3 separate regions of the Sus scrofa genome follow, and all the other regions are linked to region 2. Evidence: chromatin contacts called from public Hi-C data. All regions are on one chromosome and are shown on one strand. The core of a region is the stretch at or near the end of the contact, and the rest is flanking DNA. Distances in the headings are between cores, read along the strand shown.

Evidence for each region. Hi-C and Micro-C count contacts between places; a contact is called where the count stands out from the background.
Region 1: a contact with region 2 is called in a Hi-C map of retroperitoneal adipose tissue, with 2.1 times the contacts expected there. The contact joins the enhancer-like site here to the promoter of MILR1 in region 2. A contact is called at or near these places in 5 of 5 promoter capture datasets (fetal liver, fetal skeletal muscle, liver and 1 more), 34 of 47 Hi-C or Micro-C datasets (adipose tissue, blood, brain and 16 more) and 2 of 2 datasets of contacts at active chromatin or transcription factors (alveolar macrophages and skeletal muscle).
Region 3: a Hi-C map of liver shows a contact between it and region 2, with 1.5 times the contacts expected there. The contact joins the enhancer-like site here to the promoter of MILR1 in region 2. A contact is called at or near these places in 4 of 5 promoter capture datasets (fetal liver, fetal skeletal muscle and liver), 26 of 47 Hi-C or Micro-C datasets (adipose tissue, blood, brain and 13 more) and 2 of 2 datasets of contacts at active chromatin or transcription factors (alveolar macrophages and skeletal muscle).

The regions. Positions count from the first base shown.
Region 1 is chr12:14,729,643-14,734,324 of Sscrofa11.1, forward strand. All of the region lies in intron 1 of LOC106505408 (a long non-coding RNA gene), which reads left to right. Among named protein-coding and RNA genes, the nearest start is that of TEX2, 32 kb to the right of the region's middle. Within about 2 kb of position 2,384, at least 1 of the 83 cell types and tissues checked has an H3K27ac peak or open chromatin away from gene starts, as enhancers often do. A contact at or near this core is called in retroperitoneal adipose tissue, where this site is marked.
Region 2 is chr12:14,636,021-14,641,133 of Sscrofa11.1, forward strand. It overlaps MILR1 (allergin-1), which reads right to left and starts at 1,926. Exons shown (of 9, transcript XM_021066766.1): 1 at 590-1,926. The coding sequence starts at 677.
Region 3 is chr12:14,712,998-14,717,645 of Sscrofa11.1, forward strand. It overlaps PECAM1 (platelet and endothelial cell adhesion molecule 1), which reads left to right. Exons shown (of 16, transcript NM_213907.1): 15 at 4,646-4,648. Among named protein-coding and RNA genes, the nearest start is that of PECAM1, 47 kb to the left of the region's middle. Within about 2 kb of position 2,709, at least 18 of the 83 cell types and tissues checked have an H3K27ac peak or open chromatin away from gene starts, as enhancers often do. A contact at or near this core is called in adipose tissue, fetal liver, fetal skeletal muscle and 6 more, where this site is marked.

The DNA of each region.
Region 1 (4,682 bases), core at 1,134-3,633, 94 kb after region 2:
AGCTGGCCCATTGGCAAACCCAATCTGGTCTCTTCTTCCAAGATGGAAACAGCTGATGCAGGTAGTTGAAGCAGTGGAATCCAGGCCATCCCAGCAAAAGCCCAGGGTTTGATTGGAATAGAATCCAGCACCAGGCGGCCAACATTGACCTACTGCCAGCTCAAGCCCTGGGCCCTCTCACAGCCAAGGGCTGTCGGTGTGGCAGAACCAATGCTGGGTGGAGAAAGAACATTCCATGTGTGATACGTCTGTGATGGGCAGAAGAGGACTCAGTGGGGCTCCCTTGAAGACATGGCCACAGTTAACTAGACTGAAAAAAATGCCTTGATAAATATCTTAAAATATTTGAAAATCATATATCTGATAAGGGATTCATATCTAGACTATATAGAGAACTCCTAAAATCACCCAATACTAAAATTGGCAAAGAACATGAATAGATACTTCCAAAAAAGATATGCAAATGACCAAAAAGCACATGAAATAATACCCAACAAATTCTGTGTTGTATTTCATCAATAAAAATGAAAAAAGTAGTTTTTTTGGCTGCACCTGCAGCATATAAAAATTCCCAGTCCAGGAGTCAAAACCACACCACAGCAGTGATCTGAGCCACTGCAGCGACTATGCTAGATCCTTAACCCACCAAACCACAAGGGAACTCCTAAGCAATTTTAATTGCATCGGGCAGAATAAAATGCCTTGGGAAATCCTTACATATTTTTTTAAAGAGGTGTATAAGAAAAATGTATCATCATTTATTAAAATAAATTGGCTAGTAGTCACAGGATATTCAGAGACTTTGTAAAAGAACCGTTTTTTTAAAAAAGCATCTGCAGAAAATACAGCAATAATCCCTGCTTAATCATGAAGGATAATTCCCAGTGGCCAGAAGAGGTGACTTTGCTGGATGTGCCGTCTCTCTCTTTCGGATACAGAATACACCCTAGCAAATACTTTAGGCAATTTGAAGAACTAGACGAGGAGTTCCTGTGGTGGCACAGCAGAAACGAATCCGACTAGGAACCATGAGGTTGCAGGTTCTATCCCTGGCCTTGCTCAGCAGGTTAAACATTTGGTCTTGCCCCAAGCTGTGGTGTAGTTTGCAGACAAGGCTCGGATTCCATGTTGCTGTGGCTGTGGTATAGACCAGCAGCTGTAGCTCGGATTCAACCCCTAGCCTGGGAAACTTCATGTGCCATGGGTGTGGCCCTCAAAAGCAAAAAAAGAAAAAAGAAAAAAAGAAACAGACATGACTTCCCCTCCTGTTCTTTCTGCCCTCGGTCTAGCTGAGCTTGGGGGGTGGGGCAGGGGGCTGTCTAGGGATAAAGGAACGAGAATTACATTTAATTTTCATTTCATATTGGAGTGTAGTTGATTTCTAATGTTTTGTTAGAGAATTACACTTACAGCTAGAAACTCGATAAATATGGAACATATGAAAATGCAACCCACGAATTGCCTGTGACTCAGTGTTTGTCTAAGATCTGAGATAGCAGATATTTGTAAACAACGTTCCTTGACAGGTTTATCTACGTTGTCTTCTAGATTTTTCTAAGCTCTCATCCGTATTTTCAGGTAGAGCATCAGACAAGAATTCCCTTGAACCATAGTGCGCTCAGGTGATTTCATGTTATGTTTAGTCTGCCCAGATGAAAGGATCGCATTCTTCAACAATGACTTTGGGTTTTTTGTAAACATTAGCCAGTTGGGGGCTCAATGGATGTCACCCAGAGTTCCGTGTTTGTACTCAACTCCTCCTGGAAGTGCGTCCCTGCCCGGTGCTCAGGCTTTCTTAGGACAGACAACGAACATTCTGCAGCCCCACGTGCTTCCCGTTTAACTCGGCTGCCAAAGCGTTCCGAGCCAAATTCTATTCCCCATTAGGGTAATTAACTACTGTCAAGGGCCTGTTAATGTCAGCTCCCTCTTCCTCTAGATGGTATCGCTTGCATTTTAATTCCTAGCTGCTCCGTGTTATATCACATTTCATCTTGTCAGCTGCTTCAGATCCTTTTGGGGAATGGCCTAACACAAATTATAAAAATCAAAATGATAGCTTAAAATTTAACAGATAGAAACAAGTCCTGCTTTTAAGTTATATTCATTTAGACGAAGCAAGATATTCTACCTATAGTCCGGGGGGCCTTGGCCATTTCTGTATCATTTCTTCGCCCACCATATAAAGGGATTGGATTCCATCACCTTGAAGTTCCACCGAGGTGCACAAATTGTGAGTGTGTGTGTGAACCTACTATGTGCCAGATACTGTTCTAGGTGCTTGGGGCACATTGGAGAAGAAGAGAGACAAAGATCCCTCCACGCATGGAATTTGGATTTGAGCAGGGAGAGACAGAAATAAGGGATTCATATAACAAGCCTATCTATGGTGTGTGCAGGGTGGCGAGGACTATGGAAAGAGTCAGTGGGGTTGAGAGGAAAGGACTGGAAGCAGGGCGGGGAGGGGCCATATTCAACAGGGTGGTCGGGCGAGTCTCGGTCAGAAGTGAGATTTGGGGAAAGGCATGAAGTTAGCCAAGCAGGACATCTGGGGAAGAGATTCCAGACAGAGAGATGAGCTAGAGCAACGGCCCTGTGCTGCAGAAGCAAGGACGCCACAGGGCTTTGGGAGAGGGAAGGAGGGAGCAGGAGGTGAGAACAGCTGCATTGCAGATTCTGGTAGAAAAAGAAAAGTTGTCTAATTGTAAATAGATAGGTTCTTTCCTATGCTTGTTCTAAGCCCTGCTCCTTCCTGTTCCCCCAAACCAGCCGCATCCCAACCACCCACCACCCTGCAGCTTGTTAGAGATGCAGAATCTTAGGACCTCCTTCAGTTCCACTGAATCAGAATCCTCATGAACAATATCCCCTAGTAATTATTATTATTATTATTATTTTGTCTTTTTGTCCTTTTTAGGGCCACACCCGCAGCGTATGGACCTTCCCAGGCTAGGAGTCTAATCAGAGCTGTAGCCACCAGCCTACACCAGAGCCGCAGCAACACCAGATCCTTAACCCACTGAGGGAGACCAGGGATTGAACCCACAACCTCATGGTTCCTAGTCGGATTTGTTTCCGATGTGCCACAACGGGAACTCCTCCCCTGGTAATTATGACTTATATATGGGGAGTTCCCATCGTGGCTCAGCGGAAACGAATCTGACCAGTATCCATGAGGATGCAGGTTCGATCCCTGGCCTCACACATTGGGTTAAGGATCCAACATTGCTGTGGCTGTGTTGTAGGCTGGCAGCTATAGCTCGAATTCGACCCCTAGCCTAGGAACCTCCATATGCCACAGGTGTGGCTCTAAAAGAAAAAAAATCATGTATGGGAAGACACACCTGAAAGGACACCACTTTTATAAACATATAGAGATTTTATTTTATTTTACTTGTTATTGAAATATAGTTGATTTACAATGTGGTGTTAATTTCAGGTGGACAGCCAAGTGATTCGGATACATATTAGATTCTTTTTTAGATTCTTTCCATTAAGAATGTCAGAAGAATGTAAGAATCTAGGTTATTACAAGGTAAGCATAGTTCCCTGTGACTTACAGTAGACACTTGTTGGTTATCTATTTTTATATAGTAGATTTATCCCTCCTCCCAATATACAGGTATTTTAAATAGCATGTGCTTTACAATAAGACTCCTATTGTTGAAACAATCCTTAAATTGCCCTTTTACAAGGGCTGTTGAAGGACAAGGACTGTCTAGAGTGCCATCTAGTGGTGATATGGAAAATTACATCTCTAGGACAAGGATCCAGCGGAGAATTCAGGTATCATATGGAAAGTAATTGTAGTTTTGAAGTTCCCTAGTGACTCAGCAGGTTAAGGAGATGGCATTGTCACTGCTGTGGCTCGGTCACTACTGTGGCACGGGTTCAGTCTCTGGCGTGGGAATTTCTGCATGCCGTGGGTGCAGCAAAAAAAGAAGGAGCTATTAATGGACAACATTGGGCCAGTTGGAGACATTTGCATGTAGAATGTCTATCAGACTAGGAGAGCATCCATGATCAATTTCCCAAGTGTGATAATATACCATGATTATGCAGGATGTCCTCGTTCCTAGTATTAGGAATAAAGCGTCATGATGTCTGTACCTAAATTTCAAACAATTCATCAAAGATGAAAATTAATACTATAGAGAGAGAGAGAAAAAAAGCACGTGAGCAAAATATTAACAGCTAGGGAATCTAGGTGAAGAATATACAAGTGTTCATTGTACTATTTCTTGTAACTTTTCTAAGGCTCGAAATTTTGCAGAATGAAAAAGAGTTATCATCAGTGACATTTGAAGTCACAAGGAACTACTTAAGGAGACCTAGGACCTGTGCATCAAGTGGTGACAGCTGGAGGAACCTTGACTCTTCCCCTCCTCTGGTTCTCTCTCTTTCTCCTGCTGATTTTGCTGGAGAGATTAAAGACCAAACCTCGGTGTGGGTGGGACGCTGAAGGGATGGTGTCCAAGGAGCAGTAGTAGAAAATCGGTTCAGACCTTTGTCTCCAGCCTTGGCTGAGTCATGGGCTCCATTTCTGCATTTCCCCTCTATTTCACCTCTTCATTCTGTATTACTTTAAATGACAAACACGATGTGCATTTGTGGCAGTATCCATCCTAACAATATAGAAAGATGGAAAGTCAAATATGAAAACGCTTCTTAAGGCCATTTCC
Region 2 (5,113 bases), core at 676-3,175:
CCCAGTATATATTGTTAGTGTTGATTGAATTATTTTACAATGATTGTTTTTTTATTTTCTAATTACGAAAACAGCATAGGAGTTCCTGTCGTGGCTCAGCAGAAACAAATCTGCCTAGCATCCAAGAGGACGCAGGTTTGATCCCTGGCCTTGCTAGGTGGGCTACAGACCCGGCGTTGCCCTGAGCTGTGGTGTAGGTCACAGACACGGCTGGGATCTGACATTTCTGTGCATAGGCCAGCAGCTATAGCTCCGATTGGACCCCCAGCCTGGGAACCTCCATGTGCCGCGGGAGCGGCCCAAAAAAGACGCAAAAAGAAAAAGGAAAAAAAGAAAACAGCAGAGAAGGAACCATTTCATTGTAAAAAGCAGTCTCAATATTTTGTCTCTGAGTCTCAGGAAAGATCCTTCAACTCCCTCCCTAAAATCACCTCGTTTTGAGCAGTAGGTAATGGAAAAGACTTACCTCTTTGGTTGTTCATCAAAAAGCATAGAAAAACCCATTCATGAATGGTCATGCTTAAAGCTGACCATCTCATTGCTTCGGTGAAGACAGCTTTAGTAGAAGAGTAAAGTAAGTGAAACTTACCATTTGTTTTTCTCATCCTCTCACAATCCAGTGCAGCCTTTTGAACTGGAAGAGAGAAAAGGAACATGAGAAGACTCTTTTTCCACATGGTGTTTCGATTTGGAGGTTCAAGCTTCAGAATGGTAAGGACGCCTTAAATGCGACAGAAGGCAAAATGCCCCCAAAGAATAGTTTGTTCAGATGGCTCCACATTCTCCTGAATGAAATCAAGAGGAGGACGAGGGAGGCTTGGTGGAACCCGGGTGGTAAATCACTTAGAGAACTTCCTCCTTTTTGACCAAGTTAGAGAAGTCAGAGTTGCATGAACAAAGCCTGACACAGAAGACTGGTTGGTGTGACCCTGAGAGTTCTTGTAAGCAGAGATATGGCAGGTTGCCTGTAGTTCAGGCTGGCTGGGAAGTTGGACAGTGGGAAAAGAAAAAGTGTTGTCTTTATGTAAACCCACCTGCTCATCTCTTTCTGGATTCAGCCTATGTCTAAAGGAATTAGCAGAAGTGCGGTTTAGTCTTGGGAAGCAATATTGACTCTACAGAGACACATGGAAACATGGCTGTGGCATAAGCCTGTGGCTACAGGTCTTATTTGACTCCTAGCCTGGGAACCTCCATAGGCCGTGGGTGCAGCCCTAAAAAGACCAAAAAGAAAGAAAGAAAGAAAGAAACGTGGCAGCAGAAATGCCTGATTGTGTTCATTGCTGGTTCCTAGGCCCTGCTCCAAGCTTACTGGGGGTGAAACCTGGGACTCTGAATTTTCACAAGGGCCCCAGTGGTCTCAGAGTCTCTAAATTACAACCCACAGTGACTTGTGATTCACCACTACCCAATCCAGAATTCTCCTGACTCTGCAAAGTGCATGCAGTAACAAAGCCACACACTTTGCTGTTGCCAGCCTGAAGTGGGAAGTGGTGAGAGGTTCCCAAGTGGCAGGAGGTGTAACTGAGCTGGGCCACTTGTGTTACTGATTCTTGTTGCCACCCAGGGTTGGTCCTGTAGGTCTCACACATTCCCATGGACAGGCGCCCTCTCTGTGGGGAAGACAGGGCCCTCCCTGCCCAGGTACAAGTTCCTCTAGGACATCATCCAACCTCCATAAGAACTCACTCCAGGTGCTTCTTGCTCGGGCTCCCCAGGTCCCTCCTGTGGTGGTCAGTCATTTCCGGTCCCACATCTGGCCACCCCTGGGGGTCTGAGCAGAGCCCGGGCCTGCTGCCGTCACCCCCATTTCCTCTTTGTCTGGCCTTCACTGTCTGGAAGCAATTCATCTTATTTAGCTTTCAGTTCATAAAAGGCTTTTATTTCCTTCTGACCTGAAAAGTCACTTCTGGGAGTTCCCGTTGTGGCTCAGTGGTTAACGAATCCATGAGGTTGCAGCTTTGATTCCTGGCCTCACTCAGTGGGTTAAGAATCCTGTGTTGCCGTGAGCTGTGGTGTATGTAGGTCGCAGACGCAGCTCGGTCTGGGCTTGCTGTGGTTCTGGCTTAGGCCGGCGGCTACAGCTCCGATTAGACCCCTAGCCTGGAAACCTCCATATGCCTCATTTGTGGCCCTAAAAAGGCAAAATAAATAAATAATAAATAAATAAATAAATAAAAGTCACTTCTCAAGCACCCAGCCTTCTAACAAAGACGGCACTCGATGCTTTGATACTGTGATATTGGTGGCGGTTTCTTTCACTAAAGAAGAGGGAGAGAAAGAACCCCACAGATTTACTCTCTGATAGGATGACCCACAATGCCAGAATTTCTGCTAAAGGGAATCAGAGGTTTCCTTCTTGACTTTTCCCTCCATTGTCCATCCATCCTGGCCTGAGCATGGGAGAGATCTGGGTTCTCCAGAAACGCTGACACGTCTGGGGCATTGCTGTGAGTAGAACTTTCAGCTGGGGCAGGAAGCTTGCAAACCGCAGCTTGGACACAAAGACAACAAAGGAAACCAGGGGAAGTGCTGCTTAGAGCTGCTGTAAACGTTGCTAGCATTGCCTTAGTGAGGCCCTGGGAAAAGGATCGTGATATGTCAGAGGCTACACAACAAATCAAATGGAAAAAGAAAAAGTTCATCCACGGACCAGGCACGTTCCTTGGGGCCCAGATCAAGACAGATGCACCTTGTCATGGTCCACAGCAATTTGCCATATTGATAAACTTGATAACACTAAATAGTCAAACAGTAAAGTTAGGCTTTCTGTTGTCTAAGAGCTTCACACTCCTTACAGAACCTCTATGAGGTGTGCAGAGGTATTATTAAAAATATTTTACAACCAGGAGAGAAATACACAACACACGGATCCAATATTTTATTTTTTTATTATTATTATTTTTTGTCTTTATGCCATTTCTGGGCCGCTCCCTCGGCATATGGAGGTTCCCAGGCTAGGGGTCTAACCAGAGCTATAGCTGCCAGCCTACCCAGAGCCACAGCAACACAGGATCCGAGCCGTGTCTGCAACCTACACCACAGCTCACAGCCACGCCGGATCCTTAGCCCACTGAGCAAGGGCAGGGATCTAACCCGCAACCTCATGGTTCCTAGTGGATTCGTTAATCACTGCGCCACAATGGGAACTCCACGGATCCAATATTTTAAAATATATTTCACCACTCCTGCTTTATCTCTAAATAAACTAAGCTATATTATAAAACTATTCAGGTGATATAAATTTTTGAGCAAATCACTGATAAAATTATTATCATAATTTCTAAAATTTTGTTGATGTTCAGAAATGGTTGCAACATTATCCCCAAAAGTGAGCCCTGTCCACTTTTGGGGATGATTTGACATGCCGACCGCCTTGAACTTTTCCAACGAATTCCTTCAAACTGGTGGCCATTGGGTAATGTGTAATCTCAATAAATTGTGTATTTCTCTTCACTTCAGTTGTTCCTGGTGTTAAATCCTCAACTCCGATGAACAATAACAATGATAAAATTTTTAAATGTTCCAGCCATGGGAGTTCCTTCGTGGTTCAGTGGTTAACAATCCTGACTAGAATCCGTGAGAACGCAGGTTCAATCCCTGGCCTCGACATCACTGTGTTAGGGATCAGCATTGCTGTGAGCTGTGGTGTAGATTGAAGATGCGGCTCAGATCCCACGTTGCTGTGGTGTAGGCCGGCAGCTATAGCTCTGATTCGACCCCTAGCCCGGGAACTCCCATTCTATTATCTATTATATGTTTCTAAATCATATCCTTTCAAAGAACTTTACAAATACCATTTGGTAAAGTCTCAGGATTCTATAAACTTAAATGATTTTAGAATTCATTTATTTTCACTTTTGCCCGCAAACAACAATATATTTTTTATAATAATTTATTTTAAAATATTATCCTGGGCGGAGTTCCCATCATGGCGCAGTGGTTAACGAATCCAACTAGAAACCATGAGGTTGCGGGTTCGATCCCTGGCCTTGCTTGGTGGGTTGAGGATCCAGCATTGCCATGAGCTGTGGTGTAGGTTGCAGATGAGGCTCGGATCCCACGTTGCTGTGGCTCTGGTGTAGGCCAGTGGCTACAGCTCTGATTAGATCCCTAGCCTGGGAATGTAAATATGCCGAGGGAGCGGCCTAGAAAAGTCAAAAAAGACAAAAAATATATATATGTATTATCCTGGGGAGTTCCTGCCATGGCACATTGGGTTAAGAATCCAATCAGAGTGACTTGGGCACTGCTGAGGTGTGGGTTTGATCCATGGCAAGCACAGTGGGTTAAAGGATCTGGTGTTGCTACAGCCGTAGTGTAGATTGCAGCAGTGGCTTGGATTTGATCCATGGCCTGGGAACTTCCATATTCCTGGATGTGGCCAAAATAAATAAGTAAATAATAAAATATTATATTTTTCTCTTCAAATTGAAACTTTATTTCGTTTTGTTATAGTAAGTCCTACCATTTTCTTTTTTTCTTTCATTTTGTTATAAGAAGTCCTACCATTTTCTTTCTTTCTTTCTTTCTTTTTTTTTTTTTTTTTTTTTTTTTTTTTTTTTGCTTTTTAGGGCTACACTAGTGGCATGTGGAGGTTCCCAGGCTGGGGGTCTAATCAGAGCTCCAGCTGCCGGCCTACTCCGCAGCCACAGCAATGTAAGATCTGAGCCGCATCTTCGACCTACACTGCAGCTCACAGCAATTCCAGATCCTTAACCCACTGAGCAAGGCCAGGGATTGAACCTGCAACCTCATGGTTCCTAGTTGGATTTGTTAACCACTGTGCCATGACGGGAACTCCAGTCCTACCATTTTCTTCTTATTTTTTTTTCTTTTTTTGGCTGTTGGGTATAGCGGCTTAATGTGGGATTGAACCCAGGCTGCAGCCATAAAAGAGCCTAATCCTAATCACTAGACCACCAGGGAACTCCTTATTCATTTTTATTATATTCTCCACTTCTCTTTCATTTATCAAATTAATCTTATAAATCTAAAAGTATTAAAAATCTCCACATGAGGAATTCCCTGGCAGCCTAGTGGCTAAGGACTTGGTGTTGTCATTGCTGCAGCTTGGGTTCAATCCCTGGCCCAGGAGTTTCCACATGCCATG
Region 3 (4,648 bases), core at 1,459-3,958, 78 kb after region 2:
TGCATTCATGTCGGTCAGAGGCCAGCCTGGATGGGTCTTTGTACTGCAAACCTAATGGAACACATCCTAAGTAAGAGACTGGGGTTTGGTTTGGTCTCAGCACCACCCCTATCAGGTTATAAGACTTGGCCCCACCCCTCACTTCTCTTGGGCACGAGGTTTCTCATTAATTCTCAGTTGACATGCCCTCGGCTTCTGAGGAGGTGCTGCAGGGCCACCATCTCAGTGCTGCTGGGCGGTGTGCCTGGCCCTTGAGGGGATAAGGGCTGAGGTGGGCAGGTGGGCTCTGTAAAATGCGAAGGAGGGCGGCATCATGCCCACTCTTTGTCTCTAGCGGGGTCTTGGCCACGCCCCGCATGTCTGCTGGGCTATTTGGAACCTACTCTTTTGCTGACACACAGCTGAGCTAACATCATCTTGTCTCAGCAATTAACTCTTAGTCCAAGGCAGGGAAATTTCCAACTTGGAGCATTTTTGCTTTCCAGCCATAATCTGTTTTCTTTTGTTTGTTTGTTTGTTTTTGCTGCATATTCCCTGCTTATTAGGGAGAAAAGAAGAGGGCTTCTCTGAACTACAAGGACGATCAGAGAAAGACCAAATTGAGCTTGGCCTAAGGAAAAGAGAGTTGAGGCCCAGGACATAGCCAGAATGGGTACACAATGAGATATGGCCTCTCATTAAGTTTCAGCTTTCTTAGGGAAATGGAGAAAAAGCTGATAATTTCCTCATCTTTTAGATCCACAAGTTTAGCACTTGAGGGTTGGTTTGGTTTTTCTTTTTTGGCTGCCCTGCTGCAGATGGAATTCCTGGGCCAGGGATCAGATCCGAGTCCCAGCTGAGACCCATGGCACCCGTCCTGTTGCGTCACAGAGGGAACCTCACACGTAAAGTTTTTTAAAGTTCTTATTCCCTTTTCAGTTGTTTGCATGAGGTTAGGATTTGCAAACCCCAGTCAGCAATAGAAGCTTTAGTCCCAGTTAATGATTTGGCCGACCAGAAATGGAAAAATGGGTCTGTTTTTATGTCCCTTATTTATCAGTCATGTAGCTGCTCCTAAGAAGCGGAGCATGGAAGGAAAGCAGTCCAGCTTACGGCCTGGTACTCTTCTCTCAGCGCCTGACTAGAATCAGTTCACTCCCATCCCCGTGGTCTCAGACCTTCTGCGGGATAATCTGTTACTTAGCTGAGTTCTCCTGGTTTAGACGGAGGCATTTTCCCAGGGTTTGTTCATAGCCTGGTGCTCTGGGTTAAGAGCCGCCCTGGGGTTCAAAAGCCACCCCCACCTCTTCCTCCTCTGACTGGTGTGGACTAAGCCAAGGGAAGTTTTGATTTTCTTTTCCTCCTCCTTGTCCTCCTAGTGACAGGAACTAAAAGAGATAAACTGTAGCTGGGGAGAGAGCCTCTCCGTAAATGCGTGGTAACCCGTGGTGTCTTCAGTTCTCTCAGCCTGTGTGAACTGGAATGCCTGGCTAGCCAGCAATGTGGATCTTTACTCTGATTCCACCCTTGACGGTTTTGCAGCGCTCCAGCTTATCCTCAAAGTACTTTATAAGATGCTTTGCAGTTCATCCAAAGCATAGCTTGTGGACATATCTATTTACAGCAGTTTTTAAGACAGAAGGGCAAAGCGATATATTATAATTAATGAGCAATGCCGTCGAGTTCTTCCGCATGAAAGAACTCAGGTCTGGGATAAGATTTTCACAGCCGAGAGCAGTGGTTCTCAACGCAGGGACATTTGGCAACATCTGGGGACATTTTTCATTGTCATAATTTGGAGGGCCCGGGATGCTGCTGAACATCTTACAATGCACAGGACAGGCCCCATGACAAAGGATTTTCCAGCCCAGAATGTCAGTGGCACCAGCAACAAGAAACTCTGGTTTGGAGGACCTCACTTCCTGTGACTCCTCTAAGACGAAAGCTGGATTTCCTCTCTAGAGGCCCTGCGGCCACCTTGGAGGTGTCCTGGGCACATCCCACTTGAGGGCTGATGGCTCTGGGAAGAGATGCCGAGTCCTGCTGCAGACACTAACCTGTGTCTTTCCGGCTAGACAGGACCCTCCTGCCTCACTCAGCCTCCCTCTTCTGCTTCCACTTTGCCTGGAATTCAGACTTCCAGGATGCTTCTTAAAGGAGCAGAAATGCCGTGTGCCAAGAGCGGCTAATCATGGAGAAGGGACTGAAGAACAGAGGGCCCCCAGGCCATGTCCACTCTGGAGCACTCGAGGGCCCATCCCAACCAGTCCTCTGAGGCCCAGAGCAGGCCCGGCCCGCAGGGGGCGTCTCCAACCTCAGAGTGCAGGCGGATAAAACCTGCTCCACGGAAAAAACGGGGTGTTACCCACCAGACTCTAGTACCGCGAAGCAACAGGACAACAAGCGTGCAGAACTGGGTCCTCAATCAGTGTTATCAGCGCGCTCCAGTTTTCGTATTGGGTGTCTGGGCTGCTTTAGGAAGTGCAGCTTGAGGCTCTTGTCCTCTTTGTCTGACTCCAGAGCCCCTCGGGACTTTAGGGGAGCGGGAAGCATGGGATCCTTTGGGTCCTCCCAGGTCAGATTTGGGTTGGGGGGTGGGGTGCTGCCCACGGCCTCACTCAATGTGTGGAAGTTTACACAATGGCTCAATTTCTTGGTCGGGCTGATTCATCCATTTGGCCTTTGACGCCTGCCTCTGGCTCAGCCAGGACAGAAGGGGGCCCCTTAGGAACTTCTGGCCCTGTTCCCTCTGGAGGAGACGCACAATGGGGCTGTGATAAGACAGGGTTTGAGGGGGAAGTGGACTGGTGGAAACAGGATATTTTTAAGTTAGAGAAAGAAACAGAAGGTTGTGACTCCCGTTGTGACAGTTGGGCCCTGAGACTGCCCAAGATTCAGAAGGGACCGGGTTAGAGCTTGGACGGGGGGCGGGCGTGGAAACTGGGGCCCCTTGGGTGGCCTCTCTCGAGGAAGACTGAGGAGTGGCTGTGGGGAGGGGGGGTGCTGGTGCTCTCCCTCCCCTTCAAGAATGGCCGCACCTCCTCCCAGGCCTTCCCCAGGCTTCTGTGCTCAGAGCCTTGTCCATATGGGCCATTTGGGGAATCAGCCCCGATACACAGGCCACTCCCCCTTCAGAAACTCTGCCGTTAGTTAGCGAGGCCGGGTCCTGTGCAAAGGGCAGATCATCCCCCTCTTGCCTCTTGCAGTGAAAACCATCTCTAACCAATGCAGGTGGGTCGCTCACCTTCAACGCAGTGTCCCCTCTTCTCATTGGTCTTTCTCACCCTCTTCCGGGCATGCTTGGCATCGCCTTCTGGCAGGGCGGCCAGTCCCAGTGTGGGCTCCAGCCTGGGGACAGTGTGGTCTCTGGGTAGCTGAGACGAGGCTCCCCGGGGGAAAGGGATGTGGCGGCCCGTTCTTCAGGCAGCACCTGGACCACAGGTGCCAAGGGCATTGGCCCTGTTTCTGCCTTCTCCACTGACCCCACTCCCCAACTCCTGGGAAGAGACAAACCGATAGGAAGTATGGAAATAGCTTTATTCCCAAAGAGGATCCTGGCAGCATTATTTACAATAGCAAAACCTTGGAAAGAACCTAAATTTTTAAAAGTAAGGAACTGGTTAAGTAAATAACTGCGTATCCCTGGAATGATGGTTACACAGCCACCAGAACATTATGTTTAAGAAGGTACCAGGAAAAAAACAAACAAAAAAACTCCAAAACAAAGAAGGTACCAGGAAATGTTTATAAAATCACATTATGTCTGGAGTTGCCATGTGGCTCAGCAGGTTAAGGATCCAGTGTTGTCACTGCAGCAGCTAGGGGTTGCCACTGTGGCAGAGGTTCAATCCCTGGCCCAGGAAGTTCTATGTGCCATGGGTGCAGCTAAAACATATATATATATGTTTCACATTACGTGAAAAAGAAAGACTATAAAATGGCAGACTATAATTATAACTACCCCCCCCCAAGAAGCCCCCTACACTTAGTGGAAAATGACTGGAAGACATTTTAGTCAACAGTGGAACCAGAGTTAATATTTACCTGCTTTCTATGTTTCTGTAGTTCTCAGGGTTTTGTTTTTTGGTTTTTGTTTTTTTTCCCAAAATAACATGCGCTATTCATTCTTTTCACAAACGGTTTAAAGCGTCAAATGTCGGAGTTCCCGTGGCACAGCGGAAATGAATCCGACTATGAACCATGAGGTTGCGGGTTCGATCCCTGGCCTCACTGAGTGGGTTCAGGATCCGGTATTGCCGTGAGCTGTGGTGTAGGTCGAAGACGCAGCTCAGATCTGGTGTTGCTGAGGCTGTGGCGTAGGCCAGCAGCTATAGCTCCGATTGGACCCCTAGCCTGGGAACCAACATGTGCCTCAGGCACGGCCCTAAAAAGACACACACAAAAAAAGTCAAATGTCAAACTGCCAGGGATTTTATACGTTTGTCATGTGGAGCTACAGGGCCCCGGGGCAGCTGTCTGTGGGTAAAGGAGTCGTACTGGGAGAGTACCCAGTGAGCTTGAGGGTCTGGCATCTCCTGCACCACCACCCCCTCCCTCCTTCCCTTCTGTTCAGACTGATCCACACCCCCTGCCAAGACGTTGGGGTAGAGAAGCCTAACATGTGCTCTTGGTATTGCTCACCTCCATGATTTCTTTTGTTTTGCAGATT